6 separate regions of the Mus musculus genome follow, and regions 1, 2, 4, 5 and 6 are each linked to region 3. The links are chromatin contacts, called in public Hi-C, HiChIP or PLAC-seq, Micro-C and promoter capture Hi-C maps. All regions are on one chromosome and are shown on one strand. Each heading gives the region's core, a stretch centred on a gene start, on an enhancer-like site or on the middle of the called end of the contact. The rest is flanking DNA. Distances are from core to core; before and after follow the strand shown. Region 1 holds the start of Ppil4 (peptidylprolyl isomerase (cyclophilin)-like 4). Region 2 overlaps Zc3h12d (zinc finger CCCH type containing 12D). Region 3 holds the start of Ust (uronyl-2-sulfotransferase). Region 4 overlaps Tab2 (TGF-beta activated kinase 1/MAP3K7 binding protein 2). Region 5 holds the start of A630066F11Rik (RIKEN cDNA A630066F11 gene). Region 6 holds the start of Katna1 (katanin p60 (ATPase-containing) subunit A1).

Evidence for each region. Promoter capture Hi-C pulls out the DNA fragments that hold promoters and counts their contacts. A called contact is a pair of places that touch in the nucleus more often than the background predicts. HiChIP or PLAC-seq counts read pairs in DNA pulled down with a chosen protein or histone mark.
Region 1: an H3K4me3 HiChIP or PLAC-seq map of stem cell-derived neural progenitor cells shows a contact between it and region 3, with 3 times the contacts expected there. The contact joins the promoter of Ppil4 here to the promoter of Ust in region 3. A contact is called at or near these places in 4 of 39 promoter capture datasets (the C10 cell line, embryonic stem cells, hippocampal neurons and 1 more), 3 of 484 Hi-C or Micro-C datasets (CD4 T cells, cerebellar granule neurons and embryonic stem cells), 8 of 115 datasets of contacts at active chromatin or transcription factors (astrocytes, bone marrow-derived macrophages, effector CD8 T cells and 4 more) and 3 of 9 other capture datasets (adipose tissue, liver and pancreatic islet).
Region 2: a Hi-C map of nephron progenitors shows a contact between it and region 3, with 2.2 times the contacts expected there. The contact joins the enhancer-like site here to the promoter of Ust in region 3. A contact is called at or near these places in 11 of 484 Hi-C or Micro-C datasets (Th1 cells, bone marrow-derived macrophages, cortical neurons and 5 more), 10 of 115 datasets of contacts at active chromatin or transcription factors (astrocytes, bone marrow-derived macrophages, embryonic forebrain and 5 more) and 2 of 9 other capture datasets (embryonic stem cells and liver).
Region 4: an H3K27ac HiChIP or PLAC-seq map of microglia shows a contact between it and region 3, with 4 times the contacts expected there. The contact joins the enhancer-like site here to the promoter of Ust in region 3. A contact is called at or near these places in 3 of 115 datasets of contacts at active chromatin or transcription factors (astrocytes, microglia and stem cell-derived neural progenitor cells).
Region 5: a contact with region 3 is called in a Micro-C map of embryonic stem cells, with 6 times the contacts expected there. The contact joins the promoter of A630066F11Rik here to the promoter of Ust in region 3. A contact is called at or near these places in 2 of 484 Hi-C or Micro-C datasets (CD4 T cells and embryonic stem cells) and 1 of 115 datasets of contacts at active chromatin or transcription factors (bone marrow-derived macrophages).
Region 6: a promoter capture Hi-C map of hippocampal neurons shows a contact between it and region 3, with 4 times the contacts expected there. The contact joins the promoter of Katna1 here to the promoter of Ust in region 3. A contact is called at or near these places in 3 of 39 promoter capture datasets (the C10 cell line, hippocampal neurons and pre-B cells), 2 of 484 Hi-C or Micro-C datasets (CD4 T cells and Th1 cells) and 2 of 115 datasets of contacts at active chromatin or transcription factors (astrocytes and bone marrow-derived macrophages).

Annotation. Positions count from the first base shown.
Region 1 is chr10:7,790,258-7,794,686 of GRCm38.p6, forward strand. It overlaps Ppil4 (peptidylprolyl isomerase (cyclophilin)-like 4), which reads left to right and starts at 2,637. Exons shown (of 13, transcript NM_026141.3): 1 at 2,637-2,763. The coding sequence starts at 2,694.
Region 2 is chr10:7,865,533-7,869,636 of GRCm38.p6, forward strand. Zc3h12d (zinc finger CCCH type containing 12D) reads left to right here. Exons shown (of 6, transcript NM_172785.3): 5 at 696-802; 6 at 1,732-4,104. The coding sequence ends at 2,537. Among named protein-coding and RNA genes, the nearest start is that of Gm24726, 19 kb to the left of the region's middle. Within about 2 kb of position 1,864, at least 42 of the 459 cell types and tissues checked have an H3K27ac peak or open chromatin away from gene starts, as enhancers often do. A contact at or near this core is called in nephron progenitors, where this site is marked.
Region 3 is chr10:8,516,271-8,520,484 of GRCm38.p6, forward strand. Ust (uronyl-2-sulfotransferase) reads right to left here and starts at 2,555. Exons shown (of 8, transcript NM_177387.3): 1 at 1,880-2,555. The coding sequence starts at 2,129.
Region 4 is chr10:7,916,987-7,921,230 of GRCm38.p6, forward strand. It overlaps Tab2 (TGF-beta activated kinase 1/MAP3K7 binding protein 2), which reads right to left. Exons shown (of 7, transcript NM_138667.3): 3 at 2,128-3,628. Among named protein-coding and RNA genes, the nearest start is that of Tab2, 37 kb to the right of the region's middle. Within about 2 kb of position 2,670, at least 10 of the 459 cell types and tissues checked have an H3K27ac peak or open chromatin away from gene starts, as enhancers often do. A contact at or near this core is called in microglia, where this site is marked.
Region 5 is chr10:7,661,137-7,665,745 of GRCm38.p6, forward strand. A630066F11Rik (RIKEN cDNA A630066F11 gene) reads left to right here and starts at 2,235. Exons shown (of 1, transcript NR_030698.1): 1 at 2,235-3,487. It overlaps Pcmt1 (protein-L-isoaspartate (D-aspartate) O-methyltransferase 1), which reads right to left and starts at 2,472. Exons shown (of 8, transcript NM_001347228.2): 1 at 1,939-2,472. The coding sequence starts at 2,167.
Region 6 is chr10:7,722,500-7,727,250 of GRCm38.p6, forward strand. Katna1 (katanin p60 (ATPase-containing) subunit A1) reads left to right here and starts at 3,501. Exons shown (of 11, transcript NM_011835.2): 1 at 3,501-3,624.

The DNA.
Region 1 (4,429 bases), core at 1,387-3,886, 730 kb before region 3:
GAATCCTGTTTACAGCTTGAGCATCCCTCAGCAATGGGAATCTTCCTTAGGATGATCACATTACCAGTGGTATCCTAGTTAGCAGGCAGTGTTTCACAGATGGATTGCCAGGTCTTGTCACACCTCTGCCAATTCCTTCAGGACACTGGTTGCAAATGTTGGTCCTGCCTCTGTGTAGTTGTTCCCACTGTCTTGTATTCTGCAAAGAGTCTGTATGTAAGTTCCTATGTATACTTTAGTTCCTACCAGGTTTTCAGTTCACTGAAGGCTATGCAGATCTGATTCAAATGTTTGCTTTTGAGGCAGGGCCTATGCATCCTTGGTTTGCTTTTACTCGCTACACAGTGACTATGATCTTCAACGATTATCCCGCTTCTACAACTTGAGTGCTCGGATTACAGACATGTAGTTTATACAGTACAAGAAACATTATCCTGGGTTGTATCCATGCTAGGCAGGCATTGTATAATCTGATGTACATCTCCAGTCACTTCCTGACAAAGTCCTTAGTGTACTATCTCTGAGAAACTTTAATTTTTTCTTTTTTTTATGTGTATGGGTGTTTCACCTACATGTGTGCCTGTGCACTACAAGCATGCAGTACCCTTAGAGGCTAGAGGAGGATGTGTGATCCCTTGGGAGTGGAGTTACAGATGGTTGTAAGCAGCCATGGCCATGCTAGGTGCTGAACTGGGTCCTTTGGAAGAGCAGCCAGTGCTACTATCCACAAATGCTTCTCTCCACAATCCCCCCAAATCTGTAAAAACTGTGTGAGCATGCATGGATATGGTGTGCATGTGGCGGTCAGAGGGTAGCATTTGGCGCTGGTTCTGTGGTAACATGTGGGTTCCTGGTCCACACTTAGGCTGTAGGCCTTGAGGTGGAAGTGGTTTTAGTCACTGAGCCATTTTCTCAGCCTGAGTTCAAATGCAGTCTTCTTCTCACAACATGATCACTCCTGTCCGACCTCCTTGGCTTGGCTGGTATATTTGCCCTCATTGAAGGGTATCTCTCCTGAAAAGCTCTGCTGTTCCAAGAGTCTACTATGATTTTAGAAAACGTTAAGGACATTAACATCTCAGTACTGTCAATCAAAGTAAAGAACATGGACACAGGCTTTCATTTTTCTTTTAAATACCTATGGAGTTGAAATTTTTATTTTGTTGTTTATTTATTTATTTATTTATTTATCAAAACCAGATCTAAACTCTGGTACCAGAGTTTGAAACAAGGGACTGACACATGCAAGGCAAATGCTGTACTGCTATTGAATTTCTTTGAGGACAAATCTTGTTTTCTTCCAATTCAAACCAGAAAGGCTTAGTCATCCATCCAAACTATACCAATGCAAGAGATAAATAATAGTGAGAGGCAGAGAAGAGAGATGTATTCACAATGGCTTCATTGCTTACCAATGAAGCCATTCATTGATTGAACAAATCAGTCCAGTGACTTATCAACTCCTGCACAGCTATATCATCTCCATGTGTTCTAGCCCATATCCAATGATTTTCTAAACTAGAAGACGGTAACAGGTGCAGGGTTTTTGATTACACCCTTCTAAATGGGACCAGACTATAAATAAATTCATGTTTCTTTACCATCTTCTGTTTCCTAAATTCCTTGGAATATACGGAATAACACATGCGTGGTGAACACTTCTAGCCATGAAATTGCTTCAAATACTATTTTTCTTAAAAAAAAAAATGTTTACTTTTAAAAAGTCCTTTCTCCTCATCTTCCTGGATATGCCTATGATCTGTCATATCTCTGATTTTCACAAGTACACATTAAAATGACATAAAAGGGAATAATCTGCTTGATTAGAAAAGAGTATACCGGGCTGGAGAGATGGCTAACTGGTTAAGAGCACTGACTGCTCTTCTGAAGGTCCTGAGTTCAAACCCCAGCAACCACATGGTGGCTCACAACCGTCCGTAATGAGATCTGACTCCCTCTTCTGGAGTGTCTGAAGACAGCTACAGTATGCTTACATATAATAAATAAATAAATCTTAAAAAATATTTTAAAAAAGTAAAGAGTGTACTAAAACATGGAAATATGTTATCAGCATAAAAAAACCGGTAGTTTTTATTACATATCTCCAATGTAAGACTGAAGCCTTTGTATTCTAATTTGTTGCACAAAACCTCTGTGCTGTTAAGCCATGTCCAGTCCTGATCTACACACACTAGTATGATCAAAATCTACAACAACAAGAAAAACCCCAAACCAAAGCTTGTTAGTCACCTTTTCTTACAGCTTTCACCGAGCAACTGATGCCTCGGGCTTGGCGATTTTGATGGAGAGACTATGGAAACCCCAGGGCAACCTCTTCCAAAGGCAAGGGGAGGATGTGCCGCCGGCTTGGAGGTTTCTCAGCTCTCGGATGCCTCCGCTATTCCTACGGAATGGCCCTCTTGAGATACAGGTCTTTATATGGGTCACCAAGGGCGGAAGAGAGTCCTCAAACAGCCTCCACAGCCAGAAGACAGCGGGCACCAGATAACAGCTGCCGGGCCGAACGAGCCGGCCATTAGGCCGCGGGAAATCGCGCCTCCGAGGTGGGCGACGGCGCCCGCGGCTGACGCCAGAAGCCGTCGCACACGTCGTGACGTAAGACGTAGGCGCGCGCTGGTTGCGCATGCGCCTGTCATTGCCGGGGTGTTTGTTCCTGCGGAGGAGCCGGCGCCATGGCGGTTCTCTTGGAGACCACTCTGGGCGACGTGGTCATCGACTTGTACACTGAAGAGCGTCCCCGGGGTGAGACTGGAGGCCTTCGCGACCTGGCGGGGCCGTGAGCCCGCTGCCAAAGTTCCCTTTTCTTCGCTGTTTCTGGCTCGAGCTCAGTTTCATAGCAGGCCTTGGTTTTGTGTGTGTGTGTGTGTGGTGTGTAGAACTGTGGCTTGTGGGTCTGGGTGAGGTGTAGCTTTCGTGGCTATGCTTTCTTTACTCGTGAAAGGTAAAGAAAGGGTTAAATACGGTTTGACTTGACATCATTTGTCATGATGAAAGCAGGTAGGAAGTTGGCTGGTCTGCAAGGCGCCAGGGATCAGCTAGAGTTCAGGCGTCTGAATGTCCATTGAGGGAGGACGAAGCGAGCTCCAGTTTTAACTTCGAGTCCTAACAGATGGATGTGCACTTTGCTATGCAAAACAGAGAGGTGGGAAGAAGCCACATAAGAAACCTAGCCTTTTCGAAGATGAGTGTTAGATAAGGTGTACTTAGCAGTTTCTTTGGAGTTTTTCTGGTAATAGAAAGAAATCTGGCATTCTGGAACGAATTGGTATGTGAAATGAAATAGATGCCACTGACTTCCAGTCAGGCCAAATACTGGTAGGCCAGGTCCTTAGTAAGTCCTCTTTGCCATGTTGTTGGTTTGAACACTTCAGGAGCAGGATTATAGCATGGCACACTTGCCTTGGAGAGACACTAGGCTGCTGTGTGGAGAATGTATCCTTTGGGAGAATCGGGAAACTGGGAGAGATTAGCTACAATCATTGTCCTTCTCCCGTGGAATGCAGAGATTACCACAGAATGAAAGAAGGTGTGCTGCAGCACTGCACACAGGGAGTGCCTCCTGCCTGCACACCTTCTCCCATGCTCAACTGTTCCTCCCCTCCCTCACAAACCCTACACTTTCTGTTGCAGCCTTCTATATTCTTACTGTTGCCAATGCCCACACTCCTCTCCACTCCCTATCCTTCTGAGAACTTCATTTCCTGACTATATATATGTATATATATCCATGAATATATATGTGTATATATGTATGTATGTGTGTATGTATATATATATATATGTATGTGTATGTGTGTGTGTATGTGTGTATATATATATATATATATATATATATATGAAGAGCTCAACTAAAGCATGAGCTCTTCAGTGTAACACTTAGGTCAGCTACAGTTAGTCTGTTTCTTCTGTTTTGTCTGCAATGGTTTTATAAATCACAGCAGCACTCATGTTATTAGAACATGTACTTACTGTCCTGGAACTATGTGCATGATTGTCTCCTCCCAGTGATGTGCTTCAAGGAGAGCAGAAACTGTGCCTTAATATCTCCATTATCTTAAGAATCCTGGTACAAGCTGGGCAGTGGTAACACATGCCTTTAATCCTGACACTCAGGAGGCAGAAATAGGTAGGTGGGTCTCTGAGTTTAAAGGGTGAGTTCCAGGACAGCCAGGGCTACAAAGAGAGACCATGTCTTGAAGAAGAAGAAAAAGAAAAAAGCCTTGTACAGCATCTGCCCTGGTTTTCCTGGAATTCACTCTGTAGGCCAGGCAAATTCACAGAGGTCTGCATAGAAAAACCCTGTCTCAAGAAACCAAATGTGTGTGTGTAATAGTTATGTATATATAACTACTTAAATAATATAGATGGTATTATTAGAAATGCCTAGTGTCATTATTTCATGTTTAGT
Region 2 (4,104 bases), core at 614-3,113, 650 kb before region 3:
CAGGCATGCCCAGGGCCTGTCTCCCAAGTTATTTTCAGGAAGTTGACAGTTGAGATTAACCATCATCAAGCCCTAAGCCTCCAAAGGGCTTACACAATTCCCAAGTTTCCTAGGAGTTAACTGTTAACTCCTTGGACTTTCTCAAACTTCTGTGAGAGTGATGGGGAGGGGTGGGAGGCCAAGCATTAAGCTCTTCTTTTCCTGCATAAAAATCACCTAGGAAGTTGTTAACATGTAAATTTCAGGGGGGAGGGATCTAATTCTGCCTAACAGGGGCAGCGCAACGCTTCAGTCTGCATTTGTGTAGCAAGCTGTAAGATGATTCTGAACCTACTGGCCAGCACCACATTGGGAGAGGCTGATGTGAAGAGATGTTGTGGTATATGTACCTTCTTGGTTGCATGGTCATACCATGCGGGTATTTACTCTCTTGGGTGGCTCAGGCCTCCTCTCCCAAGCCCCCATATAGATACCAGTGGTAAGTCCCATTCACTCTTTTTTTTTTTTTTTTTTGGGTTTTCAAGACAGGGTTTCTCTATAGCCCTGGCTGTCCTGGAACTCACTTTGTAGACCAGGCTGGCCTCGAACTCAGAAATCCACCTGCCTCTGCCTCCAGAGTGCTGGGATTAAAGGCGTGTGCCACCACACCCGGCTGTTTTCACTCTTAAAGTGGCCCCTCTGTGGTTATTTTTCAGGTTCATGCCTCCTGATGACCCCCTGGGCCGCCGTGGACCAACACTAAGCAACTTCCTAAGCAAGAAGCCAAGGCCCCCAGAGCCATCCTGGCAACACTGTCCCTATGGTGGGTAGCACCCAGGTTTTGTGGGCTCTGGCAGCACAGTGGGAAGCTCTAACCTGGCAGACAAACAACCTGGCTTCCAGCCCGAGCAAGCTCCACCCTCAACCAGTTACCTGACGGGGGGACGGGGACGGGGGACACTTGCATTTCCGGACTGCAGTTTGCCAGCAAGGATACTCAAAGGATGAAGTGACACACCCATAGGGTTGGATGTAGAGCCACACTCAGAGGGATACAGCTGTATCCTCTGCTCTTATTTTATTAGATCCTTCACTGCGTCCTTGGTACAGTATATTCTTAACCTGCCCCACTGTCTGCTCTACTCCCACCCTTACCAAGTTGGTCCATATTAGCCATTCAGAGTTAAGGGCTTCAATCCAAGCTCCTTCCCTACCTGCCTTGTCAAAATATTTAGTGCTCCTGACTTTTGTGCTTATGACCTTGTGCTTGTTCATCAAGACATGAGTGACATTCAAAATCGTTTCTTGTTAGAACGAATATGATTATCCTTCTGGGCTGGCCCAGAATGTCGGGTTGAAGCGCTTGGGGTTAGATGGTCAATTATTTGGTACTTTGCCCACCCGTCAGAACAGGTATAGGGAGAAGGCATGTGGCCATTAGTGGAAACCCAGGCAGTGCTAGATGCATGATCTTCCACCACCCCTCCTGCGGGCTCCATTCTTAAGGTCAGGACCCCCGGGCAGGTAGAGGGTAAGGGTAACATGACTTAGTTGGACCTCAGACTATGCTCAAAGAAGTTCCTGATGGGTTACTTACTCAGCTGACCTTGGGGGTTACAGAGCTCTGAGCACTGTCTTTCAGGGGGTGGACAGCAACAGAGTCAGAGGCCTGGGGAAGGGCATGGCCTAGGCGTCATAGCCTCTGCTCACCGCAGGTCTCATCCCACGCTCCCTCTGTCCTGCCTCTTCTAGGCAAGAAATGCACCTACGGGGTCAAGTGCAGATTCTACCACCCCGAGAGACCACACCATGGGCAGCTGTCTGTGGCCGACGAACTCCGTGCCAAGACGCGGGCCTGGCTGGGTGGTGGCGCCGAGGAGCCGCGGACACCGAGCGCCCGGAGCCGTCCTACAACAGCCCGGCTGCTTCCCCAGGAGCCCGGCGAGCACGACCTCCCGCCAGCCCCGCAGCCCGCGGTCCTGGCAGCTTTGAATAGGAGCTTCGCTCGGCTCACCTTCAGCGACACCGCGGCCAGCGGCGTCGTGTCTCAGTCTCGTGGGCCGGACTGGATGCCCACGGGTGTCCCCACGTCCTGGGCCCCACCATCCCTTCGCGCGGGCAGCGCTGCCACCATAGGGTTGCCAGGTATGCGGAGCCTCCGGACTCCGAACAACCCGCTTTCTCCGGGCGATCTCGGGTCTCCAATCTGCCCACAGGCCCGGCTGTCGGAGAGACACCGTTCCAGGGACATGCACAGTGACCTGCCTCCCCAGCGCAGACCGCTGGAAGATCCGTGGGCTCTCCTGCCCAGCTCCTATTGTTATCTGAACCACTCGGTCTGGTCCGAGTCGGCTTGGGGTGAGGACATCTTTAGAGGACCTTCGGAGTCAGCACAACCTGTCGCCAATGGTGGGGGAACACGCCCTGTGCACTGCAGCTTCTTCCCACCTGACCAAGACCACCCTGTGATGGCCTCGGGTCCTCCGCTCTCCGACATGGCTCTGCTCACCCTCCTGCAGAGATCCCAAAAGACCGGTGCTCCGTTGGGGGATCCTTAGGAGACAGGTTCATAACATTGTAAGGGGTGGTGGCCCAGGCTTGACTGGCAGCTTGGACGGGTGGGATACAAGACGCTTGTTAGTCTGGATGTGTCATTAGGTTGGACGCCGTTTTCTTCAAAGGTAGTCGGTGGAGACTTCTTTCTCATCCTCAGTGGTGGATACCCGTGGGGACCTTGGGGATGCTCCCTGAAGCCAGGACCTGCTGCATGGACAGGGTGATTTCTGCTGTGTTTGGAAGGCTTTGTCGGGAATACATCTGTATCTGGTTCTAAGCATCTACAAATGTTTCAGCTGGTCATCACCGCTAATCAAGGAGATCAAGCTGAGTTTGATATAAACTCTTGTTGTGTAAGTGTGTGTGTGTGTATGTGTGTGTGTGTGTGTGTGTGTGTGTGTGTTTAGAATTCTAGAAAGCCATGAGAACTTAACATGTCATTGTAGTTGAAAGATTGAAAAAGGCTGGTAAATCAGTCTTGACTTTTGTGGTGCCCAATGATGTTTAACATACATGTTCAGGTGACACGAGAAGGAAGGCATTGCTGCCTGAGTTTACAAGTCACTATTGATAATTTCACTCATAAGGGAACCCAGCCTTGTTGTGTAAATTTTACTGTGGGGCTGTCCCAGGGACACCTGATCCCAAGGGTCTTCTCACTGGGGCTTTATTCTTTTTGTACATGCATACCATATTACCCACACATCACAACACACACATACACACACACACACACATGCATGCACATGTACACATGCACACGGCCTTGCTTAAGACTCAGCCTGGCTCTTTTTTTTTTTTTTTTTTAATCAGCCTTTCTTTGTGGTGATTTTATAAACTCTTCTAAATTGCACCTTACAGAGATAAGATTCCAGTCTACCCACCACCCCCTCAAAAAACAAAAACAAACAAAAACAAAAACAACCCAAAAACCCCAGCAACAACAAAAATCAGTTTTTGGGTGGGTCAGCATAGATTTGGATTCCGGCGGAGTTTTTTGCAACTTCACTTAGTTGTGTCTTCTAGATAACTTTGGCTCTGGGTTTTGGGGGAAAAGAAGCTCATTCATTTACAAGGGACAAGAAATGATACGGTGTTTTCGGGGCATGGGCCCAGCATCCTGAGGGACCCCTAGCATCTGTAGGCAGCACCCATATGTTCCAATTACAATGGTAGCCTGCCAGATTGTAACTCATTTGTTCATGAGGGAGTTGGTAGTTCACTTGGTCAGAGAGAGTCAGAAGGGACCTGCCAGTGGGAACTCTTTGCCAAAGCCTCCGAGCCCCTGCAGTGTGATAGGTACATTTGGGAAACACCCCTTTATTACTAGTCACATTTGTTGGCATAGCAAAGGTATGCCTCAGGAAAAACTCGGCTGCGGTATTCATGGTAAACTCAACTCCTTGGTACCAGGGCAGCCATATGGCTTCCTGGAAGTCCTCCCTCTTTTAAAAACACAGTCTTAGCATGGCTCATTAGAGATCGTTCCTCACCTCCTTTTCAAAGCATGTGCTGTTCTCAGAGTGTTGCTTCTACCTTTAGTCCCCGGTCCTGAAGACGGTCCACTCT
Region 3 (4,214 bases), core at 1,305-3,804:
CAGCCCTCAGTGCCCAGCTCTGCCTGCCAGCTCTCTCTTCCACCAGCTGATCCCATATTCATCAGGTCTCGCATACCAGAACAGAGACTCACATAATAAAACAGGTGACTACCAAAGACCCTGAACTTTCTCGATTCTATCCTTCAAACACCCTTGCTTCTCAGCACACCTGTGTTTCCCTTTTCACATAAAGGGTAAGAGAACCACAAAACTGTAAGAGCCCCTAATTACACCATGAAGAGCCAAAGCTGTAAAGCTGGAGCTCAAAGGAAAGCACTCCTAGGATAGAATGGGTCTTCCAGCCCCACCCAGCACAGTTCCCTCCATGCAGCAGACCGCCACACTTAACTTAAAAGGAACTTTTGGTGATGGGTGACACACAATCAGATTCTATGGAAGAACAGCCCTGAGCTTCATCACTTCCCAATACTAGTGGGCACTAGATCCTGATAGTGACGGTGACGTTACCAGGAGCAAGAGCAGGTGTCTGAAAGCACGGAAGATAAGACTCAAGACCCAGAAGGCAGAATGGCAGAGAATGAAGAGGTTACACTCACCAATAAAAAGGGCTTATTAACCCAAAACCATAAAGCCACATGCTAAGAATTGTGCTTCGGAAATTTGACCGAGGCAATATTTTTCTTTAATCTTCCGTATCAGTTCTTGTGAAGTCACAGTATCCCCAATGTTTTTACTGAAATGAGATTTTAACTCTTAAAAATCCGAGCTTCTGTCCCTGGAAGCAATGCAATTTTATCAGTTTACACTACTCCCAAACACCCTTTGTTGGTGTGGTTTTGTGGTTTTCTTGTTTTTCCTTCCAAACAGGCCTGCTGTTACTAGACCTGAGACTTCTGTGAGACCTCTTTCTTTTTCAGCCACGAACCAAAAGGGAAGGGACCTTTGAGGTAACTGTATGAGTCTTGGGCAGCCCATTCTGGTCCCAGCACTTTGATGGAGTCTCCACCTGAACTGACTCTGGACCTGCAGATGACCACGGTAGGTTCTTCCACTCAAACCACCTCAGAGACAACCCCCGCACGACCTCTCCTGGCCACAGAAGTCAAGGAATTTACACCCTCCCTCAGCCAAGGCACAGGAGCCAGCATCATCCCTGGGACCTGAGCGAGTGCTGGCCAAGCCTTGGCACTCAGAATCATGGATGAGAGAGCAGCGAGGTCATACCTCACTGAAATCTGTTTTCTTGGGTTCCAACCTCTTCCTTTTTCAGCCACGAACCAAAAAGAAAAAAAAAAAAGTTGACTTAAGACACATACGGGGCGGAATTTCGAAGGCGGCACAGTTGACTGGCACCTAGAAACAGCCCCAATTTCTCCCGCACTCTCGCTGCAGTCCGCGGGGTGCGCAGGTGCTGCCAAGGAACAAACCAACCTAGGGAAAGACTGGAATCACCTGGGCCAACTCACAAACGGGGGACCCAGTGGATAGAATATCTAAAAGTGACTGGAAAGCGGGGTTAAACCAGCCCACACAACTCAGAAGGGAAAAGCCAGACGGGACAGGATTGTAAGTTGTTAACCACATCCTAGAGAGGACTGTGCACGCACCGCCAGGCCAGCATACACACAAATATTCACAAACATGCACATGTCTATTCTGCCCCAGTTGGAGTGGCGATTCGGGGACAGGTACGTGGTGTCCGGGCTTGGGACACCTGCCCGGAGTCCCCCGTCGCTGCGGGCAGCCCAGAGTACTGTAGGAAGCAGGCGCTCCCAGCTGCCTCACTGAGGGATGCTCAGTGGCATCCCACCTGGGGAGCCTCGGGGACCGTGGTGGCCGTGACAGCTTTAGATGTTCCCCGCTTATCACCCTTTCCCCGAGTGCCCAACTTTGCGGGGCTGGCGCAGCCCTTCCCTACCCAAATACTGCCGCAGGTCGAGCAGGAAGCGAGGGGGTCCCCCGCTGAGCTGGTAGAAGAGGGAGCCCAGGCAGAAGACCAGCAGGGTAGCCATGCAGAAACCGTAGTCCCGGAGGGAGAAGCGCAGGAAAGGCAGCAGCGGGATCCGGCGCTTGCAGCTGCCCAGGCACGGAGGGGCGCCCCCCACAGGGGCCCCATGGGGCCAGGGATCCGTGCCGCCGCCGGGATGCTGCTGCTGCTTCTTCTTCATCGCCGGCTCCGCCGCCTCGAACAGCCCGCCCCGGCCAGGAAGAGGTCACCCATCCGCCGCCAGCCGGAGCGCCTAGCCGGCTGTCTGCACATGGAGAGGGACGCGCTGAGGGCAGCCGGGTGGGGGCGGGGAGGGGCCGAAGTTGCCGGGCTCAGGGTACTCTGCTCGTCTTGGTCCCCACCGCTCGCTGCGGCCCCAAAGGGCCCAAAATGTCCCGGGCCCCGCCGTGGGGGTGGCGATCGCAACCCACGCCTGGTCGCGCGTCCTGCTAGCAGCCCCGCGTCCCGTAGCAGCCCTGCGCCCCAAGTCCCGCCGCGCCCCGGGCTCGCTCCCGGCTCGCCTCCAGCGCCAGCGTGGACCCCCCGGGCTTTGTGTGGGTCGCGGGCGGTGTGTTTGGTCCCAGTTCAGGCTCGGCTAGCTCAAGGCAGGGAGGATCGGGAGGCGGACACCACCCTCTCGCTCCACCTCCTTGACAGGGGCTTCCCTCCCTCCTCGCCTCTCCTCCCCTCCCCTTTCTCTCTGGCGCGAGACGGCCCGCTCTCCTCCCTCCCCGGCCCTCCCTTCCCTCTCCAACCCTGGGCTCGACGCTGGACTCGGTGTCACATTACGGCTTCTGCTGGGGCGGGCAGGGAGGGAGGAGGGGGCCGAGGATCAGCAACAAGGAAGAAAGTTTTTGGGTGCGTGGATTTTTTTTTTTTCCTCCTCCATTCTCTACAATCTGGTCTCGGTTCCTGCGCTACCAGCGACCTCTTGGGGCCCGCTGACTTCCCTCTCGTAAACAGTCGCCTTGGAGGATTTGACTACGTTTGTCTTTTCATTTGGGGAACTTGATTCTCTTTCTATATCCCAAGCGACCCACCTACCAAAAGCCGATATAAAATGTGCTGGGATATGGGTTCAAGACCTAGCCGGGACGGTAAAAGGCAAGAGGTGGGTGGTTTCGGCAGAGCCAGGCATAGCTCACGCCCTTGGCTCAGAATCAGAGGGCGCTTTTTTCTTGCCCTCCCTCGTCTTACAAGCACTCCACTGAAAACAAGGGTACTCCACTGACTGGAGGAAGACCTTACAGCAGATATAAAAGGAGAAGGCTCTGTGCCTTCACAGACCTGTTTCACCATCTCTCTTCCCACCGCTGGGAAGTTTCTAGAACTGAAAGAGCCCACGGAGCTTCCCAGAGACCTATCCGAGAACAGGGCTGCTCTATCAAACACACTTAATCGTTTTTGTTTTTACAAATCACCAGATACACAAGTGATATGGCCTAAGAGTTACATTGTGATTCCAGTGTCCTAGATTGTTTTTCTGTTGCTGTGATAAACATCATGACCCAAAATAACATGGAGGAAAAAAAGAATTTGTTTGGCTTACCAGTTACAGTCCATTGTGGAGGGAAGGTGAGGCAGGAGGAACCTAGAGACAGGAACTGGAGCAGAAACTGGAGAAATGTGCTTACGCGGGTTCTAGGTTCACCTTCCGCCGTCTTTCTTGTACTGTCCAGGGCCACCTGCTTAGGAACGGCTCTCTGCCTGCTGTGGCCTGGCCCCCCTACATCAATTAGCAATCAAGAAAATGCTCCCCAGACAGGAGCAAAAAAACAATCTGTTGGAGACAGTTCTCCAATAATGTTTTTCTTTTCCAAGCTGAGTTAAGTTGGAAACAGAAGTGACATTTAGTGACATAAGCAGGTAGGTAGGACTGTGAACAAGACAGATATATTAACCACTGCAGCATGACACTGGGCAGATTTCTTCATGGTTTCCCTGGGATTAGAAAACAGCATTTAGCTCAGGCCACACAATTCCGATGCCTCTCAACTCTGATCCCCAAATCATTCTAAATAGTCCAGTAATCAGGAGATGTGGGGCAGTTAAGAGCCTCATAGCTCCACGACTGTTCTCCTGAAAACTTTTAAAACATTATCCATCCAGAGATTATTCCACAGAAAATTGAGAAATGGGATCCTGGGAGCAAGAATTCACAATTAGAGGACAGAATGCATGATGGTTAGTTTTAAAAGTCACATGTCACAACCTAGAATCACGGGATAGAATGTCAATTAAAGACTTGCCTACACTGGATCAGCCT
Region 4 (4,244 bases), core at 1,420-3,919, 600 kb before region 3:
GATGAGAAGGCATGGCAGGCATGAGAGCTTTTACTGTGAAGAGAGCTATCACCTGCAGTGACCGTTTTGAACAGTATTCCTCTGGCTGCTGGGTGCACAAGGACCACAAGGAGGCAAGGGTGAGGGCCAGGTGCTAATACACTAATCTGAGAGGTAGTGGCATTTATGAGGACAGGGACTATGTGGGTGGGTGGGAAGACAGGACTCTGGATAGACTTGGAAGGCTACCTGACAGATGTGACCATGAACTAAAGGAGTCAAGTATGTTCCCACGGTTATTCTAACCGTTAGAACTGCCAGTAACTGACCAAGGGAAAAGGAACCTGGTGGGAAAGTCACAGGCTGCTTTAAGAACCAGTAAATCTGAGAAATCCGTCAAACATTCCGATGCAGAGCCTCTGTGCACACAAGGTGCCTTAGACTCAGGGAAGAAGTCTGGCTTAAGAGTTACCAAGTTAAGGTCTATATAATGTTATTTAAAATCAAAGGCCAGAGCTGGGCATGGTGGCAGAGGTCTATAATTCCAGCACTTGGGAAACTGAGGCAGAAGATTTTGTCTTGGGTAGAGATGGACTACATAGGACTATCTTTCTAAATAAATAAGTAACAAAAATCAAGAGATCAAATGAGATACTCAAAGAGCAGATAGGAAAGAGGTTAAGAATTTTATTAATCATGAGCTAGGAGACTCTGGACTCACTAGAACCAAAGAAGTGGAGGAGCAAAGACGTGAGCAGAGTCAGGGGAGACTCAGTGCTTCATGGACAAGAGGGTGGCTGATCTCCAGAGAAGAGAGAGGAAGGCTCAGAGTGTCTACTGAGGATGTAACAATGCCATCACCAAAGACCTTGACAGTAGTTTTCTGGGTGACTGCACTGGGGGGAAACTTGATTGTAGTAGATTCTAGAGAGAATGGGAAGAAAAACAATATGGAGATAGTGTATTTAAGGAACCTTTTGTTTTCTCATTTAAGTTAAATACAAATAACTAATACTTAAACTGTCCAGTTAAATGCGAATGTCTACGTTATTGAATTTACCATCATAAAACCTTTGCTCTACATTTAAGAACCAGCAAATGCTCAAACCCAGGAGCCAGGCTGCCAGGAGAGGCGACCAAGATGTGGAAGAACTTAGCGAGTTACAGGAACTCAGGCACTGCTGAATGTAAAGAGAACCAGTTTCAGGGAGTCATTGTATTGGGGTACTATCAATTTTAACCTAATTTCTAGTACAAACACAACCATTCACAGACCTCTACAACACACACGAGCATCAGCTCACTATACCAAGATGCTAACTGCGCAAATTTAAGCTGGGCCCTGGACACGTGATGCTTTAAAATTACAGGATTATGGAATGGGAAAACCACCACAGCGTAGCATGGATGAAGAATCACTGCGTATTCATCTGTTTAAACAAAGCACGACCAAAGAGTCAGGGCACTCTAAGGGAGCACCCTCCCTGACGCAGGGGAGGACAACAGGAGAGGGAGGTCTGCAGGGGAAACCGGGAAAGGGGATTACATCGGAAATGTAAATAAATAAAATACCCAATAAAATAAAAAGGAAGGAAACTTATTAATAAAGCCAGTGTATCAGAGAAAGATTAGGGGCTGGAGAGATGGCTCAGTGATTTTGAGCGCTTGTTGCTCTTATAGTGGACGGAGGTTCAGTTCCCAGCACCTACATGGTACTCACAACCATCCTTAACTCCAGTGCCAGGGGATAGAATACCCTCTCCTGACTTCTGTGGGCACCAGGCAAGTATACGGTACAAAGATACATAAGTAGGCAAAACATTATTCATACTATGAAACAAAATAAAGAAAAACATTTAAAAACAAGCCAAGTTGATTTTCTGAAGCACTACGAACTATAAAACTCCTGATTATAACCATATTAAACTTTACATGAATAGTTTCAAATTCTAAAATAATATTATTTGGACATTTAAAGATGAACGTTGGGCCAGGGATATAGCCAAGTGGAAGAATACTTAGTGTAGCAAGGCCAGTACTGAAAAACAAGCCATCAGAAGGCATGCTGATGCCCTCTTCTGTTGTGAAGTCATATGGACAATAAATCCAGCATGGAGACTATCCACCCCCCTTTAACATTAGCATTACCTTGTGTGTAGGCAGCATCATCAGATCCCATACTCAGTTTCCGGGCTTCGCTTATTCTATCCACATGTGCTAGAGCCGGGTCTGTGAGATGCTGAATGTTCTCTGTTTCTACATAATGGTCAGGATGATTTAGAAGATTTGTAAGTTCAAAGGTTGGGGAGACCACCCCCGGGGAAACAGCAGGGGGCTTATTGGGGGAAACTGTAATTTTGAAAGTATATTTTGTGTTGGGTTGAGTGACCACCACTCGAGGAGACGTTGCAGAGTTACCACCTAACACTCGGCTTTTGGGTGGATGGTGATGGATAAAGGCAGGACCCATGCTCACTTGCCCAGACATGTTCCTGGAGGCTGCAGATGGCCCAGAGTTTGTAGATATGAAGAGTGTCGGTTGATTCCGCATGCCTTGCTCATCTCCTGCGGTGGCATTGGCTGAAATATAGACCTTGGGTTGACTACGGGAGATCATCTCATCAGTATTTGGAGGACTGGCAGCTATGTAAACAGTGGGCTGATTTCTATTTAAGGTCTGGCTGTTGACCAATGAGGAAGTGCTGGCAGTTCGAGGTCCAGAAGAACGTAATTTTGAAGAACTGTTTCTTTGTGGGGGTTCAAGTTTGATTTCTATCTGGTTCTTTCGAGGTCCTGTTGAAATATTCTGAATGTTATATTGGCTATGGGCAGAAGACTGAGAGCTCCCAGATGAGTGAATGGTTGGCGGTTGTGGAGTAGTTGGCGAACTGATAGGCATGTAGACATGAGAGGTCTGATGGCCCTGCTGATTCGGCTGCTGGGTTGAGGTATGTGGCAAAGGATTGGATGCAGGATAAGTAGTCCAAGGTCCAGGCTGTGAAGGTTGATAGGCTTGCTGAGGGTTCATGGGATTAAACTGAGACACCCAGCCAGAATGTTGTTGTGTCTGCCGAGCTGTACCACTAGGAGTTGTAATATAAGGCCTAATATAGATAGAATTTCCCTGTGGACTGTTCAGTACAGGCGGAGGTACACCATGTATGTGCAAAGATGTAGGAGTACTACGGCCAGTCTGTATGTTTGGGGCTAAAGTTACCATAATAGGATTGAACCTGGGAGTCTGTTGAGAAAGGTTTGATGTCCCTTTGCTGCCTAGGTGAAATCCAAGATGCGGTGTTGAGTTTGAAGCACCAGATGTACTGGGCATTCCAAAAACATTAAAGCCTTGAGGAACTTGAGCTGGTGCTGTCTGTGGCTCTTGCTGAAACAGTTCGTTATTGGACTGCCCACCGTGAAGCTGTCCATCACTAACGCTGTGTGTTAAAGTCCTGCTTCCATTCACTCGACTTCCTTCTCTTCCATGGTGGTAAACATTCTGTGACTGCAAGTCCAAGTTGAGAGAAGTCATGTGATTGCGTAGACCAGAAATTCCAGACTCATCTGAAAAATTCAGGTCTCCTTCACCATAAAGATACCTTGTACTCTCCTGAGAGAGAACAGCGCAGCAGGCATCCAGGTTATTATTGTTCTACAGAGCAAAATAAGGACAGGTTAATCTTAGTCATGAGAAGTGAATACACAGACTATCATTACCACAGAAATACACAACTAACAAGTGAACAGATACTATAATCACAAGAGACATCTTTTGATTTGAGAACTATTTTAGGTTTATTAACTCTCACTATTAGTGTAATGGAAACATTTACTAGTAACAAATAAATGTAAACCAAATAAATCATGGTCTAAGAAGCTACTTAGTAAATGGATGGATCCAAATACAGTAAAATGCAGCCTAATTAAAATACAATTTTTACAATGAACAAAGTAATCAACTTTAAGAATATAATAAGGTATAATTAAATTTCTTTTTAAAGTGAAATGATAAGATGCAAAGTTCTTCAAAGCACTTAAAAAAGAAGTGAGCATTTATAGAGCCAATTGTTACACGGTTCTACCTGTGCTTCTTCCTCTTGTAAAACCATCCACAAATGAAATATAAGCACAAAGTAGCCAACAAAAGAACTGAGTTCATGTCTCTGCCTTCAACAGAGCCTAACAAAAACCCATTCCAGAGCAATATGCAGAAAGAAGCAAAACCCAAAACAAAGTGTTTTTAAACGAAGTACCACACCATTGGTCAT
Region 5 (4,609 bases), core at 985-3,484, 860 kb before region 3:
TAAATAAATAAATAAAAATAAGACCACTTGGAAAAGATCTAGTGTTGGGTTACCACAAATTTGGCTACAAAAGAGACTTTAAAAGCTTGACAGATCACAAATGTCTACCACAGCCAAGTGTCTACTGTGATAACCTCTTAGGGGGAAAATTACCTAGTCACAAAATTCATGTTCAGAATGTTTTATGCTGCAATAGGAGGCACTTAGCTCATGTTATCAAATTTTATAGAACATTTCTTAATCCTGGGCTTATGTGTAAGCCACAAGAACATAAACAACACTTTACACTATTGCCTCAGTGTTTAAATATCTATTTGCTTTCAGATATACTTCTACAAAGAGAATGTTGACAAAGTTTGATAACATTTAGCTATCTAAACATACTTCATTGCCTTTCATTAACATCTAATGTCTATTTAACTATGATTCTTAAAATGTGATGATTAATATTAAGTACCAAATGTCCTACTTATTTCTCTCATTCACTTTTTTTTTTGTTTTGTTTTTGTTTTTGTTTTTCTAGACAGGGTTTCTCTTTATAGCCCTGGCTGTCCTGGAACTCACTTTGTAGACCAGGCTGGCCTCAAACTCAGAAATCCGCCTGCCTCTGCCTCCTGAGTGCTGGGATTAAAGGAGTGCGCCACCAAACCCGGCTCTCATTCACTTTTTTGTACCTTACATAGATCTCAGCATTTAATGCAAAGGGGATTGGCATTCCTGGGAGGGGTGGGGGTGGGGGTGGGGGTGGGGATGACTATTGATTCTTTGAGAAAATTCCATTGTTTAGCGTTCCAGCCCTCACGGTGATTATGAATAGAGTTGAGAAGTAAGATAAATACCTCAAAGGCTTAAAAAAAAAAAAGAAAAAGAAAAAGAAGAAGAGAAAAGAAAAGTCGCAAGAAAATTAAAAACATCACCCAGCAGACTATGATTATTTTTGAAAATTGGTGGCAAAAGAAGCTGTGAATTCTGATCAGGGTGAGGTTATGAACTTGCAGCTCTTCTTGGTCTCTGAGCCAGACAACAACACTATTTCAATTTAGAAAGGAAAGTGACACAGCATTCATTCTATCCTGAAACTATCATCAAAGGAAGCAATACAGTGACTACAGAAAATGCTATTCTTTAAAAAAACAAAAAAAAAAAAACAAAAACAAAAAAAAAAACAAAAACAAAACAAAAAACTTTTCAAACGCGCTTTTAAAAGCCAATGAACACTCTTGAAAAAAAAAGTTGGAACATTTTATACACACAATGGTCTGCTGGATTCAAAGACTCCAAACAAAGTCTCTTAGGAGCAGCATGCTCTGACAATCCCTCGCTCCCCCGCCGCCCCCCCCCCCCCAAGGGCCTATACTTTGGACAGCAACCTGAGAAACTGCTCCCAGCAACCGCAATAGTCGGAACCTCCTCTCCCCTCCCCTTGCTATCAGACAGCAGCATCTCCCTCCAAAGGAAAAAACAGAGGGCGGGGGAGGCAGAAAACAGAAAGCTTGCAGGGAATCAACCGAGAACAGTGAGAGAACCCGTAGGCCGAAGGTGGTGTCCCCTCGGTGCTAGTCCAGTCACCAGAAACAAGCCTGCACTTCCCCACCCTGAAGTCACGCCCCTCGCTAGTGGGACCGCAGACTCCAGCAACAGCCCCGCCACCTGTGCCGCACCCAGTCCCCCGCAGCCTGCGAGGAGGCAACTGCCCGTGTCCCACCCGCAGCAGCTCCCTCTTGGCTACTACCCTCTTCCCATCCACATCGCCGAGTGACAGGTCCCGGGAGAGGAGACTGCAAAAACGCACGGCGTTCCGAACTCCCGGTGCAACCGCGCTGCGACGCCCTCCAGCAGGCGCAGGGGTGCAGACCGAACGTTCCGGATTGTCAGGGGGGGACAGCGTCCAGGCCCGGCCCTGCTCCCTGGCCCACGCCGGGCGGGGGTGGCACTTACTGCGGAGGTTGTGGATTAGCTCCGAGTGGCTGGCGCCGCCGGATTTCCAGGCCATCGCGAAGCACACCCGGAGCAGGTACAGAACCACCTTCAGCGCGGCGACGGTCCCTAGCAGTTTCCCCAAGAGTGAGACCACCTCCCACACGGTCACCGCCCCGCTGGTGTCCCCGCTCGAGCGGCCGCTGTTACTGCCGTCGCTGCCACTGCCGCCAATGCGCGCTCCCGGCATCCCCCGCGGCACGCATGCGCTCTGTGACGCCGCGCAGTCCGGGGTGCGGCCAGGCGGGGCCCGCGGCGGGGGAGTCCTGGAGCCCAGTAGCGAGCGGGGGCGATAACCAGTGCTCGGTGGCCGCAGCGAGGTCGCACAAACGAACGCTGCTCAGTTCCCCTTCCTGAGGCCTGCACCTGCCTCCGTCCTGCGGCCGGCGAGCTGGTGTTCTGCGTGATGAGGCTCCTTCCTAGCCGCGGCTCTGGCTGATGCGGGATGGCGGGTCCGACGTGTGCCGCCTTCTTGGGCTCCGCAATCGCCACTCCGTCAGCTGTTGCGAGCGGCCGGTCTGCTCCTATGGCTGTCTAGATTGCTAGATGGTGTGCTGACTCCGTCTTGCCTCGTCCAACCCGGTGCACTAACCTAAGGCTTCTGGATGGGGCCAAAATAATCATTTTAACAGAGCCCAAGGGCAAAGGGCCTCTCAGGTACGAAGTCCACTAGCCTATGTCTCAGCACGGTCCTGATGAAGCAGAGGCTCTGGTTTGTTTTCAGCTCTGAAGGCATAAATTCAAGGTGGAAGAATACCGTGACATGGAATTGGGGGTAGGGATGCTTCCCTGGTTAAGAGCAAAAGTAGCCGAGAGCTATAATTGGTTACAAAATAAGCTCAGTACCCTGTGGTGGAAGTGTTATTCTTCCTACCCAAGTATGAGTTTCAGCTTAAGCTCACAAATTCCATCCTTAGACTGGACACCAATTTTACTGCTTTCATCTCTGCAACATTCTAAGAATTGACAGGAAACACTGTCTGCCGCATCCAACGTGTGCTAACTTGAACTGAGACACAGCCATGACTCCAGTAAACTTTCAGGAAGGAAACGAAGATAAGACACCTATGCTGTGCTGTGATGTCAGGAGCAATTTCCAAATTACAGTTCTTACCAAACTTCATCAGTTGCAACACTCAACCTGCATCCAACCTGAAATGTCTATCACCTATTTTCATGACTCCTGTAACTAACTATAAATGTCAGTGTTGTTCAACATTAAGAGTAAAGCGATGAGTTTTAGACCGTCCGTTTTTTTCCTACCCAGTACCACCTGCTCTTCTAGTCTGAGTGTAAAAGTTCATTAGAATCTCCTTGTGCTTAGGTACTTTCATCTGACTGCTTTTCTGTATGGGTCATGATGTTTACATCTGATGAGTTTAATCCAAATACCTTTTCCTGCTCCTCAGTCCATAAATATCACTCAACCTCAGCTTAGGTGAAGTGGTCCAGAGATGACCTTGTTTTCTCCATTTTCAAATGATTGGTCACCTCATAAATTCTATCTTGCAAAACCTATCATTTCGGTGACTGGCATTTTGTATGGGGAAAAGAAATAGCCAGGTTGGGTAACAGTCTTGCTGCTGGAAAACGAAACAAAACAAAAATCCTCAAGCTCAAAAAAAAAAGGGGGGGGCAGGCATGGTGGCACACGTAGGAGGCAGAGGCAGGCAGATTTCTGAGTTCGAGGCCAGCCTGGTCTACAGAGTGAGTTCCAGGACAGCCAGGACTACACAGAGAAACACTGTCTCGAAACACACACACACACACACAAAAAAAACAAACCCTCAAGCTCTTTATAATCTAATAACTCTCACATCATGACTCCTTTTAAAGAAACAGCCAACACAGTTTGGAACTCCTATAATATAAAGGAGAATAGCAATACTGATAAGTCTTTCCTCTTGTATTGTAGAACTTACATCCTAGTCATGGAAATCTGATTAGAACACCACTGGGCTGGGGTGTGGCAGAGGTCTTGCCTAACTAGTGGAAGATCTTAGGTTCCCTCTTGCACACCATTAACAACAAACAGCAGAAAAAAAAAGAAAAAATAAATAACTGTGAGTGCCATTAATGACCTAGATAGTAGTGCTACTGGGTTTAGCTAGAACAACGCAGACTGCAGCCATCAGGAAAAGGTACACATGGGTACTGAGCCTTGAAGGGTGGACAAGATTATGCAAAATAGGAGTGGAGGAATATCATAGGAGTTACCAAGAGCACAGACATACCGTAGGAATGGGAAGTTGCCGAGTGACACAGTTCTCAGCAAACTCATTGTTAATTATGTGTCTAAATGAACTCACCAGGTTGACAAAGCAAGAAAAAAAGCCGAACGGCCTGGAGAGATGGGTCAGCAGTAGAGAGCATTGATTGCTCTTCCAGAGGATACTGGGTTCAATTCCCAGCACCCACGTGGTGGCTGACAATCCTTTGTAACCCTAGTTCCAGGGGGAATCCTAGACCCTCTTTTTACCTTCTTGAGCACCAGGCTAGCGTGTGGTGCACACATGTATGTGCAGGCAAACATTCATACACATAAATCTTTGTGAAGATAAAACTAGAGTTCCAAATTCTAATTCCAGACTCCTCCTACTGTTGTGAGTCAACTTTGAATCAGAAGAGGAAG
Region 6 (4,751 bases), core at 2,251-4,750, 790 kb before region 3:
CTGATTTTATTTATTCTACAACTTTCCAATTGGTGCCTTCAATATGTTAGGCATGATATCCAACGTAATTTTGCCTCCTGGAGCAAGAGACAGTAAGCAAACATTGTCAGGAGTTTACCCTTTATGGCCATTCCCCTCCTGTGCAATTCCAGAGGTCACACCTCTCTGAGAAGCCACCCTGTTTTCCCTTTCCTCCAAGTTACTTCTTCTTTTAGCTGCAAATGTATCCTCCTTTTGCTACATAATCTATACCTTCACTTGAACACTTTCCACTTTTCCTTTGCTTAGTTAATAAAGTGTAACTCTTTGGCTAGCACCCACCTTTCTACCTCTTTCCCTGTAGCTTCTCAGTTCACATTAGTCTGGCTGTTCACCAGAAAAAAAAAATACAGTCTCATTTCCTAAGCCCCACTTGAGATCCACTTGTTTGAGCAATAGCTAGTGAAGCAGTAATGGCTCCTATGCACTCTCTCCAGAGGACACTGCAGAGTCGCACATGTCTGTTCCTTTGAAGTTAGACTGACCACATGATTTTCTAGGGTAATGAAATGTGAGGGCAACTGACATGTATTCTATCCAGACGGAAGCTATGCAATCCTTCCTTTCTTTCCTTCCTTTCTTTCCTTCCTTCCTTCCTTCCTTCCAGTCCTCCCTCCCTCCCTCCCTCCCTCCCTCCCTCCCTCCCTCCCTCCCTCCCTCCCTCCCTCCCTTCCTCCCTTCCTTCCTTCCTTCCTTCTCCTCCTCTTCTCCTCTTCTTCCTTATTCCTTTCCCTTCTCTTTCTCCTCCTTTGAGACGGGGTATCTCTATGTAACTTTGGCTGTCCTAGATCTTGTTATATAGACCAGGATGGCTCAAACTCATAGGGATCCTCCTGTCTCTGCCTCCTGAGAGTGCTGGGATCAAAGGTGTGTATCACCATATCCCTAGCCCCAGTCCTAGTCTGGGCTACTGTTACTGTGATAAAACACCACAACCAAAAGCAAGTTGGGGAGGAAAGGGTTGGGCTTATACTTCCACTTTATAGTCTATCACTGGAGGAAGCCAGGACAGGAACTCAAACAGGGCAGGAACCTGGAGGCAGGAGCTGATGCAGAGGCCATGGAGTAAGCTGATGCTTACTGGCTTGCTCCTCATGGCTTGCTCAGTCTGCTTTTTCATAGAACCTAGGACCGCAAGCCCAGGGATGGCCCTACCAACAATGGCCTGAGTCTTCCCATATTAATTACTAATTAAGAAAATCTCCTACAGTTGGATCTTATGATCTTTCTCAACTGAGGCTCCCTCCTTTCAGATGACTCTAGCTTGTGTCAAGTTGACAAAAAACTATACAGGACCCTTTATTTTTACTTTTATGGGTTCTAGTGATTGCATGCATCCAGCTGTGAGCTGGTGAGCTGGATGGAGCTAGGAAGAGCTGGGATGCAGCTCTATATAGAACTGGACTCAGCACTGCAAAAGTAAAAAGGCAAAGTAGGTCAGCAGAAAATTGTGTGACCGCACTTAGGAAACGGAGGCAGGAGGATTCCCCCTTGAGTTTGAGGTGACCATGGGTTATTTATTGTGATTCTATCTTCTAAAAAAAGAGAAGTTTGAAATCTCTGTGGTTTAAGGGTAACTATAACTGTTTGTTGTTTAATTGTACAAGTAAGTAAATAGAAGTAGTCACTGTGTCTTAGGGTTTCATTGCTGTGAAGAGACACCATGACCACGGCAGCTCTTATAAAGGTGAACATTTAATTGGAGCATGCTTACAGGTTCACGGGTTCAGTCCATTCTCATCATGGAAGTTTCCAGGCAGGCATGGCTGGAGGATCTGAGAGTTGTAAACCTTGTTTCAAAGGCAAACAGGAGAAGACTACTGTCTTCCAGGTAGCTAGGAGGAGTGTCTCAAAGCCCATCCCCACAGTGGCACATTTCCTCCAACAAGGCCACACCTACTCCAATAAGGCTATGTCTCCTAACAGTACCACTTTCCTGGGCCAAACATATTCAAACCACCACACACTGTAAGTCACCTTTTGGGGGTTTGTCTTTCTATTTCAAACATTTTCACTGACGCCAGGCACAGAAGCCCATGGCTGTAATGGGGACTCTTAAGAGCAGAGAAACTATGAGTCTGAGGTCAACCTGGGGTATGTGATAAGTTCCAGGCTAGGAGAGGTTATAGAGTGAGACTTTGTCTTGAAACAGCAACAAACAGGTATGTGGGAGTAGGTGGATGGGTGGAGGAACATCCTCATAGAAGCAGGGGGAGGGAGGATGGGATAGGGGGTTTCCTGGGGGCCAGGGTGGGAAAGGGGATAACATTTGAATTGTAAGTAAAGAAAATATCTGGATGGCTCAGCGGTTAAGAGCACCGACTGCTCTTCCAGAGACCTTGAGTTCAATTCCCAGCAACCACATGGTGGCTCACAACCACCTGTAATGGGATCTGATGCTCTCTTCTGGTGTGTCAGAAGACAGTTACAGTGTACTCATATACATATAATAAATAATTCTTAAAAGAAAAGAAAATATCCAAGGAAAAAACAACAACAAAACATCACTGAGGTATAATTTACATAAACTCAAATTACAACTTTCATTTCATGTGTAAAACTGTACACCTGGGAAGACATCTCCACTACAGAACATCATTCCCAACTCCTAACTAACTCCCACCCGGATACTTCTGATTAGTTACTACAGATTCATCCTGTAGGTTCTAGGATTTCCTATATATTTAAGTATACCATATACATTCATTTTGCACCTTTGAGAAGCTTTTAAATTATAATCCGGTTTTATAAATTAACAGGCCTTTGCATTTGTATAGATTATAAATCCATCTCTTGGAGTAATTGATCTATATCTCTCTAAGTGGTCTTTTTTATTCTTGCTGATGTGCTGATTATAGTTTTCTGTGCTCTGTGACACTAACGTTCACATCTACTAGAGCAGAAAATATATTTTCTATTTTTGGTGAAAAATTTAGAAGACTTTAAACCCTGTAAAACATTATTTCATATATGCAGTGGCTTGCCTGCATGCATGTATGTGTACCAGTTTGTGCCCTGTGTTTTGTGATATAGGAAGAGGGTGATGGATCACCTGGAATTGGAAATAAAATCTCACCCCTTAGCATGTCTTGAGAGTATTCGCGTTACCCTGACACATGGGTCCCAGGCTTCATAATCCTAAGTACCGGGCTCTAAAGCAAGATTTGTCATAAACGAATTGCTTGAGCACTGACACTCACCTGTAAGAGAGCCCCTGACCTCCTAACCTCAGAGCAGCTTAGTGTAAATCTCCTGCTAAGGCAGAGTGAAGAAGCCCTGGGAAGAGATAATGGTCCACAGAGTAAGTACTGAAGTAGGCGGGGTATTGCCAAGTCCTTCGCCCCGCCTACTTTCCTTCCCCACGCCTACTCCCATTTCCTAGCCGCGGCGCACAGTGCGCAGAAGCACCCCGAGCTCGGCCACGCCCCTCCGCAGGTTCCGCCTGCGCGCGCACGCCCGTAGAGCACGCACTTCCGGGGCGTGTCCCCGCCGGTGCGGGAACTATCCTTTTAAGAGGGGCTTTCCCGGTTTCATTTCAACTTGGTCCCGACCCGGAGCTGCGGCGGGTAGCCTGGGCTGCGCTAGGTGAGTGCTCGGGCCTCCAGGCTCCCTGTTCCGCCCCCGCGACACCCGACCAGGGAACGCGTTCGAAGCTTTCACGCCCCCATCCCGAAACTTCCGCCTTGTAAAATCCCCAGAGCCTGGAGGTTGGGGTTCAGCTTCTTTTCGTACAGTTTGTTAGGTTGGAGTTGTACTGCTTTCTGGTGGCTTACTTCTTTCTGTTGTTTCTCCTTTGTGTTGGCCTTTGTTTTTAGTTTTAGATTTATTGCTATTGTTGAGTATGGTGTAGATGTGGGCGCGTGAGTGGAGGTCAGAGGACAACTCTCTGGGGTCGCTTCCCTCCATCCGCCTTTACGAGGGTCCCAGAGTTGAACTCGGGTAGCCCGGCATGCTGGGCAAATGCCTCTACCTGCTGAGCCCCCTCACCGGCGTTTGTTGTTTTGTTTTTGTTGCTTTTAAAGGTGATAATATTGACGTTCTTTCTCTCTCTCCCTGGCTGTTCTGGATCTCGCTCTGTAGACCCGACTAGCCTTCCTTTACCTCCTGGCGCTGGGATTAAAGGTGTGTGCAACCACGCCACTCTTGGGGTTAGTTTCTTAATCTGAGAGCCTAGTGTTCTCATGAAAGCTTTTGGCTTTTTTGATTTGGCGCTGTGGAGAAAATTTATCCCAGGAAGCATTTGTTTCATTCAGTATGTGGGTTCAGTGGCATACAAACGAAAACTTGTCTTTCTTTCTTTCCTTTCCTTTCTTCTTTCTCTTTTTTCTCTTCTCTTTTCTTCTCCCTCTCTTCTCCCTCTCTTCTCCCTCTCCTCTCCCTCTCCTCTCTCCCTCCCCCTCCCCTCCCCCTCCTCTCCTCTTTCTTTTCTTTCCTTTCCTCTCTTTCTCTTTCTCTTTCTTCTCTTTCTCTTTCTCTCTCTCTCTCTCTCTCTCTCTCTCTCTCTCTCTCTCTCTCTCTCTTTCTCTTTCTCTTTCTCTTTCTCTTTCTCTTTCTCTTTCTCTTCTTCTCTCTCCTCTCCCTCTCCTCTTTCTTCAGTGTCTCTTGTAGCCAGAGCTGGTCCTTAACTCCGGATCCTTTTGCCTCTGCCTTGTACTGCGTGTAGGCTAGGCTTGTAACTGTTGCCAGCCCTTATTTGTTTATTTATTTATAGA